2 separate regions of the Sus scrofa genome follow, and region 2 is linked to region 1. Evidence: chromatin contacts called from public Hi-C data. All regions are on one chromosome and are shown on one strand. Each heading gives the region's core, a stretch centred on a gene start, on an enhancer-like site or on the middle of the called end of the contact. The rest is flanking DNA. Distances are from core to core; before and after follow the strand shown.

What was found. A called contact is a pair of places that touch in the nucleus more often than the background predicts.
Region 2: a contact with region 1 is called in a Hi-C map of liver, with 2.6 times the contacts expected there. The contact joins the promoter of STARD5 here to the promoter of IL16 in region 1. A contact is called at or near these places in 3 of 47 Hi-C or Micro-C datasets (epiblast stem cells, liver and skeletal muscle) and 1 of 2 datasets of contacts at active chromatin or transcription factors (alveolar macrophages).

The regions. Positions count from the first base shown.
Region 1 is chr7:50,082,855-50,087,128 of Sscrofa11.1, reverse strand. It overlaps IL16 (interleukin 16), which reads right to left and starts at 2,224. Exons shown (of 7, transcript NM_213751.1): 1 at 2,174-2,224.
Region 2 is chr7:50,116,837-50,120,846 of Sscrofa11.1, reverse strand. STARD5 (stAR-related lipid transfer protein 5) reads left to right here and starts at 2,195. Exons shown (of 6, transcript XM_003128449.4): 1 at 2,195-2,411; 2 at 3,103-3,152; 3 at 3,508-3,640. The coding sequence starts at 2,313.

The sequences.
Region 1 (4,274 bases), core at 975-3,474:
CAGCTCAAAACAGTTACAACCCTCCCACTACACCCCTGGCCCCCACAGCATTTCACACATATAAGCATCTCTGGTCCCAGGTGAGTTTGCCACTCAACCCACTCAAAGGGGAAAAACCAGCTTGCTCAGCAAAGGAGGGTCCCCCCTGACTAAAGAGCTGCTGAAAGGGTTCCAGGTAGGAAGAAGCTTTGTGACCAAGATTCCTGAACATGGCTGCACACTGGCATCTGGAGGATCTAGAAAATACTGATGCCCAGCCCTGGGGTCTGACTTACTACACCCGGCCATTGGCACTGGGGCAGCTCCACAGTCATTCCAATGCGCTCCATCAGGCAAGATCATCTGGCCAAGTTCAGCCCCTCACCATGGGGGGCGGGAGCAGGGGCGGGGCGGGGGAGGGCAGCACTTGGAGGTCTTTCTTGCAAGTGAGCATTGAACACGCCAGAACAGAGCAGCTTCTGCCTCTGCCTCTTTCCCAGGAACAGAGGGAGGCTGGTCCCCAAGCCCTGTACAGCCAAGAAGCCAAATGGAGCTATGGCTCTTCAGTCACCCCAGGTCTGCGCTCTCCCTGGTTAAGAGAAGGCTGCCCTGGTTCCACACTTTGGGGATGCTTGAACACAGAACGCAACCCAGCTTAAGGAGGGCTGAGTCCTCCTGCCTCTTGGATCAGTGCCAGGCCTCAAAAGACACAACCCATGCAGAGCATTAAGCCTTAAAGGCCCTAAAGAGGAGTTCCCGTTGTGGCACAGCGGAAACGAATCCAACTAGGAACCATGAGGTTGCAGGTTTGATCCCTGGCCTTGCTCAGTGGCTTAAGGATCCAGCGTTGCCCTGAGCTCTGGTGTAGGTCACAGATGCAGCTTAGATCTGTTGTTGCTGTGGCTGTGGTATAGGCTGGCAACCGTAGCTCCAGTTTGATCCCTTGCCTGGGAACCTCCATATGCTGCAAGTGGCCGCCCCCCCGCCCCAAAAAAAAAGACTCTAAAAAGACCTGCACAATTCCAAGTCAGGATGGTTACCACGGACTCTGAGGCTTTAGCCAGTGAGCCCAGCCGTCTCAGCCTGACTCTGTGTTTACACACTGCTCCGCTGCAGGGCCATTGTAGGACTCAGGAGTCAGATTTCTAGAGGCAAGCCCTTTGCAAATGGGTGGGGAGCTCTTGCCAGCAGAACACCAAGGCAGGCGTTCCCTGGCTAGTTCCTCAATTGGAATGACTAAGGGAAGGGAGGGGAAGGAGCCTCCAGAAGTAGGACACCTGCTCTGGGTGAACTGTGCCAGATAGTTCCACTATAATGTCCATTAACCCTCACTTTTCGTATAGTGTTTCTCAAACGGGTGGGTGTGTGGTTTGTAGCCTACGTAATTATTACTCTGCGAAGGCGGGAGCGCCTTGATGGCAGGAACTGGTCTTTCTTCTTCCTCTCATTCTCTTTCTCCTTCATTCTCATGTCCTCCCTCTCTCCCTCCTAAGATGCTAGCACAGGGCCTAACGAAGCCAGCATTCGATCCATGCTTGAGGAATCGCACTGTATGTTGGGCTTCTATCTGATTCCCCACACCTTGCTCAAGGCTCAGAAAAATAAAGAAACTTGTCCAGAATGACACGCGTGAAGGGCAGAGCCAGATTTCCTACCCTGGTCTTCCAGACCCGAAATCCAACACTCTTTCCAGCAAACCTCTACCCACTCAACTCCTGTCTCAGCATTTCCTGGGGTACCACATGGGCACACCCCTTCCATCCCCCAGAGAGGTGGTGACCCTCAGAAACATACTATTCATTCATGCCTCTCCGACCCCGCATTTCCAGGCTTGGAAATAGTGACGGCAGCCTGCTAGAACGTGGTCACCCAGAGGCAGCAACTGCCCACTAAGGATGGGTGGGCATGTCTTGGCCTTTCCCGAAGGCTCCATCCTCCAGTTAACTATCTGGATTGGCCTGCTTCTCCACACATCCCCCCACCCCAGAGCATCACCAATCCAAACAGGAGATTCCCACCCTAGCTAGCACTCCCACTGTCCTGGGGGGACTCCTGGCTGTTCAGCAGCTCATGTCCAGCTGTCTGTGCAGAACCCCCATCACCACAATGCTTTGGACAGACTCAGGTTCTTCTACGACCACCAGACCTTCATGCAGAAGGTCCTTCCCTCTGGAGGATCTCAATGAAAGCCTACCTGGGCCGGCTCCTCTCCTCCCCGGCTGGTCCTCAGCGGAGTACGGTGTCTGTGGGACTGCAGTTCCGGGGCAGCAGGCAGAGGCCTGGGGGGATCTCCCTGCTGCGTCTTCCTGCGGAGGCAGTGGTGGTGGCAGTAGTTCTCTGGCTTCCTGTGGTGTAAACAGGAAGCGAGACTGTGTCAAAACGGTAGCCTCCAGCTGTGAGAAGGCAAGGCGCTCTTTGATGGGGACTGCTGAGCCAGCGTGGGGCTGCTTTGATGAGAAGTCCAGCAGCAGCCCTGAGGGTCCTCTGTTCCACTGCGCTGCCTGCATCACGGACCCGGGGAGCCGGGGAGCTGGCCCCTCCTAGAGGCCTGGAGCATCTCTGCCTCCCAGGAGCCGGGGTCCAGAACACGGGCTCATCCTGTGCTAGGGAAAGAATCTTGGGAGTGGGGAAGGGGGCTGTCATGGCTTCACATACCCCTGCATCCTGGCGAACTACCTATTGCCAGAGGGAAGAAGACAGGGCGAAAACAAGCAGGCAAAGTACTGCCTTCTAGTCTTCATAAGTTTGGGTCCGAGCAATCAGAGGAACGTGTGTGCCTACTGCTTTCTATGTGGTCCCTCGTTATTCATTCACTTAGAACGCATGCTGCCAAGGATGAGCAACACCCTGGACTGGGGCCAGCGCTTCCCTTTGCAGCCCCTGGAGTGACATTATCGATCTAGGGCCGGATGGTTTTCCCCACGGAGCCTGGATGCAGGCTCAGGCACCTTCACAAAACAGCCTAAGGGGAAGCATCATCAGGCACCAACTTTATCACGCTTGGCTAGAATCTGGGTTTTCGTACAGCATGAAGGAGGCGCTGCCAGGGTCCAGAGGAAACAACGAGCACTGGTTCTGTCCCAGAAACGTCCAGAAGGCTCTCTGAGAGAAAGGCTTTTGATCTGGCTCTTGAGTAAAGGCTAAGAATTTTCCAGGCCAAGAAGCTGAGAAGGAGTGTTCCAGAGAGACACACATACACAGCAGAAGGAGCAAGCGTGTTATAGACAAACACAGAGAAAAGGAAAAAAAAAAAAAAAAACCAGAGAAGTCAGACGTTATCCAAATGGGGAGATCTAAATCTGTCTGCAAGGGAAGTACTTTGCTATGCTGCAGTGGGTCTAGGTTCTGCTCATTCCAGGGTCAGACAGAATGATGGGCTGGCCATTTGACGAGGTTGCAGGCTGCCTCCCAAGAGGAAGGAAGGAAGGAGAAAACAAATGCATCATTCGGGACTAAAAAAGAAGCAGCAAACATCTGGGGCCTGAGACTCCACACCTACATTGTCCGTGAACATTCTTTGGGGGAGTTCCCGTCATTGCTCAGAGGAAGCAAATCTGACTAGCATCCATGAGGATGCAGGTTCGATCCCTGGGGTGAATCCTCACTCAGTGGGTTAAAGATCCAATGTTGCCGTGAGCTATGGTGTAGGTTGCAGATGTGGCCAGGATCCTGCATTGCTGTGACTGTGTTGTAGGCTGGCAGCTGCAGCTCCGATTTGACCCCTAGCCTGGGAACCTCCATATGCCTCGAGTGAGGCCCTAAAAAGACAAAAACAAACAAACAAACAAAAAACAGTCTTTGAGGATGGAAGTTCTACAAGAGTTAGAAATGTGCTCACAAAGCGGTGCCCCAGCCCAAGGTCCCCACTGTAGAACTGAGCTTTGGGGGAGCATTTTGGAAACACTAAGAGACCAACCAACCCAAAGGGATCATTGCACTGCTTGAGCTAATCCTTTGAAAAAGCCAGGCTTGGCCATGGTGTTAGAAGCTTAAGACCTTAGCCAGATGGTACCAAGATGTTTCTCAGCAGGAAAAAAAAAAAAAAAAAAAAAAAGCACGTGGCTGACATTTAACTTCACCCAGTTGGGAGCTCTGTAAGGTGACATCTGTCTACATCCCGGAATGACTGACATTTTCATAAGCCGATGCTCCTGGTACCCACTACAGTAGCCAAAGCAACAGCACCTTCAAACAGACACAGATGTGTTTTGTCTTTTTATCGACACACCTGATGTCGCACCCTCTTCATGGAGGGTTTTTTGTTTGTTTTGTTTTTCAATTAGCTCCTGAAATAA
Region 2 (4,010 bases), core at 946-3,445, 34 kb before region 1:
GAACCCGGGCAATCTGACTTGGGCACTGACTCTCTTATGTGCAGTACTATTGCCATCAATTTACATGTTGAATATATATGTATGTATCATAATATATATGATATTGTTCTGTAATGTATAAAACTTTTTATTTTGTGGAGGTAAGAATTTAAATAATTTTATTTTAACAATTAAGTTTGAAACACCTTTATTTTCTTCACAGAGAGTGATATTGCTCTTGGAAAGAACAATCTGCTCACATCAACTCAGATTTCTAATCCCCTAGGCTCTGTTGAGCATTTCCTGTCTGTTCCAGCTCCACCTTTGTTCATCTGGGCCACATTATGGTAATGGCTACATAATAACCCACTGCATGGATATCCTGTAACTTTAATCTACTAGCAAATAATAGGTTGTTTCCGGTGGCCAGCACATCTTCATGCAGGAGTGGCTGGGTCAAAAACAGGTAAATTAAAATTTCCATCCATGTTATTTTGCTCCCAGAAGGTTGCAAAAATTTACATGCTCACCCAGTGTGTAAAAACAACTGTTTCTCCACTCACCAACACAGAGAATTAACAAACCTCTTCAGACTTGTCCCTCATATAGGAGTAAAATGTTTTAATTTTTTTCACTTGTAATTCTCTGACTATGAGAGAAGTTCTGCATCTTTTCATTCCTTTGTTAGTCATGTTAATTTTTTTGCAAAGTGTCTGTTCGTATCTGATGCATTCTTTTCGTCTGTTGGGCTGTTTGAAAATGCCTTAATGATTTGTAAAAGCATGTTGTACATTAAGAAAACTTACTTTTAGTTAAAATATGCTCCAGTTTCCCCCTCAAATTATGGTCAGACTTTTATTCATTTATTTATTCATTATTAGTATTTTTTTCGCTACGCCTTTGGCATGTGGAACTTCCTGGGCCAGGGACTGAACCCATGCCACAGCAGTGACCCAAGCCACTACAGTGACAACGCTGGACCCTGCACCACAAAACTCCCTGCTCTAACGTTTTGTGACATTTTGATGTATTTAATTTTTTAAACTTGGTTATTGATCTTTTTCTCTAATGTCTCCTAGGAACGTTCACACACGTTACTTCCCTTGCCCAGCACAATGGCACAGTGAGGCATTCATTATTGTTCCATTTCGCCTCCAAGCACAACAGCTAAGTGATTTGGCCAAACCACACGGAGTTGTGGGTGAAACCAGGTCTAGAACTTGGATTCTCTAATGTCCCATCCAGGCGTCTTAACACCTGTCAGCCCATCAAATCGTCCAAAAAGAGGTTTCAAGTGGTCATTTTCCTTACACTACTTTTTTTTTTCAAACCTTTAAAGGAAACAATAAACACAATACGGAAAATACAGATTTCACCGTTGACCTTTCAAATATTTAGCTGGTTATAGCGCTGAAGAGGAGGAAAGGAGGCTGGGGGATGTGACCCCCACTCACTCCCCAAGATAGAAGCCACCCAGATGCGCAGAGCTCAGCGACCTCTTATCTAAACGCCAGCGCTCTCCCAGATATTAGGGTATCTCACTGTCTCCTGGACATCACTTACAAGTCTTTCAGGCACCTGCAACTGAGTCTCCCCAGAACTAAATTCATCATGTTTCCCCTCAATCCTGTCTCTCGTCCCCATCTCAACTAACCACCGGTGGCTCAAGCCTGGAGGTGGGAGTCAGGATGCTTTCCTGCTCCCGTAGCCTCCACGGTCTAGCACGGAGATCTCTATATCCTATCTCCTAAACACACTACGAGAGGTCCTCTTCTCGCCGCGTCCACCACGCACTCCCTACAGGTCACCACGGTCTCTCCCCTTAAGGCTGATGCTGCCTAGCTGGGCTTCCGGTCTCCACAGCCGCCCTAGAAAGATACTTGTGATGCAAATCTTCCTACCGTCCCGCCAGGCAGAAAGTCTCTGCGCATTCAAGGCAAATTCCTAAAACAAGCCTATCACGTACTCGTTGATCTGGCCCGCCCACTTTGTTCTCAGCAGCCGGCCCTCTGGAGTCCCCGCTCTCCAGCGTCCCTCCCTGAGGCGGGACAGGCTGGAGGCAGACGGGGCAGGACGGTGAGGGGCGTGTCTCGGACCCACCCCGCCAGCTGTGTGTCTCTTGGTGCCCGGCCGGGCGATCTCCGGCCCTGCCAATCCCAGAGCCGGGCAGGAACCGTCACAGGGCCCGGACCAATCCTAGGTCGGGGGCGGGGTTATGGGCGGGGCTCTGGGTTCCGCCTGGGGCCCGGGTTTTCCTGGCTTCAGAGGCAGGTACCTGGCCATCCCCGCACACCCTACCCGCGATTCCGCAGCCTCGCGCAGCTCTCGTCGCAATGGACCCGGCTCTGGCCGCGCAGATAACCGAGGCGGTAGCGGAGAAGATGCTCCAGTACCGGCAAGACAAGTCAGGCTGGAAGATTTGCCGGGAAGGCGTGAGTGAGAAGCTGGGCAGGAAGGGATCCGGGCACCTCTGCTCCTTGGGGCCGGGGTTTCAGAAGCCCCCAGTCTCCTCCTCTCCCGGTAGTTTTTTGCATACAACCCCCCCTCCCCGCCCCCCTGAGCTAGATTGAGAAGGAGATTCCACTGCGGGTTGTTCCCTTAAAAAATATATCGGGCCTTTTGTGTACACAATGACGCCGGGAAGTAAGTTTCTGCCCCTCTCATTGAAAGACTTGGCCAAGGTCACCTGGCTGGTAAATGCTCGAAGTGGAACCCGAGGCACCAGGCTCCCAAGCTCTTACTCGGTTCCTCAGACCCTGCGGCCCTCTCTTGATTCCGGGAGGGTGGCGTGGGGATAGTGCTACTCACCGAATACTTAGGATTTTGAACAAGCAGACCTAAATTGCTCGAGGAAACTAGATGCTGGTGGCTTTTAAGGTGGTTTGAAACCACCCCCTCCCCAGTGCTCTTCAAGCTTTAAGACCCCCCCTTTACCCATCTCGTGCTCCTATGAGGCAGCTTTGTCCAGGACTGGTCCCCAGGGTGCCACGTATCACTTGGGTCTCCTTGGAGATTCGCATCTCCTGAGGCTCTAGACTTTGCTTCCATGAAACAGGACTGGGCCAGGTGATCTCCCAGAGCCCTTCTAGCTCTAAAATTCTGCGATTCTGTGCCTTTTGACAGAATGGAGTTTCAGTTTCCTGGAGGCCATCTGTGGAGTTTCCAGGGAACCTGTAAGTGCATGCCTTGTTCAAAGCTTGTCAGAGGTGCCACCCCTTTCCTGCAGTTTCTGTGGGTTTGTTTCCCAAGACACCCCAGTCCACCCTAGCACCTGGAATCAACTTATCGGTTATCTTCCAGAAAAGCTTCCATGTTGTACTAAATTGCTTTTCCTCAAGCTGTATTTCTTATGAAAGCTTATTGTCTGTCCTTTTCTGCAGGCCTGAGGGAGGAGGACAGGTAAACCTCAGCCCCTTCTCTTGCAAGACTGTCTAAAAAAGTGATGATGAGATGGCTTCTAGTCTTTCTGTGTTATCCCAGGATAAGTTTGACTAATGCCTTGGGGACACATTCTTCTTTGTGCTCCAGGTACCGAGGAGAAGGCATTGTGAATGGGACTCTAGAGCAGGTGTGGGACTGCATAAAGCCACTTGCTGGGACCCTACGAGATAAGTGGGATGAGAATGTGGCCGGTTTTGAAATTATCGAAAGCATCACTGATGTAAGTCTTTCCAAGCACTGTTGTTACTCCTAGTCAGTAACCTGGCTCTGTCCCTCTGGAGGGGGTGAGTGAAACCTTTAGGCAAGGGGACTATCCTGTGACCCCCCTGGTACCCAGGAAATACAAGCTTGCCACTCAAGCCCAGCCTCATCCCAGGTACAGGTAGGAAAAAGTGAGACTGAGAAGGGGAGAGGCACCCTGAACAGAGCTGAGAGAATATAGCAGCTGCTGATGGAGGCAGGAGTGTAGAGTGAACGTGAATTTTGTGTGAGCTCTGAGGATGCTGAAGCAGTTCCTGGATTGGACACATGGCTCAAGTTTGAAATATGGCCCCTTGATGGACCATGATAATAAACTGAGTCCTGGCCAA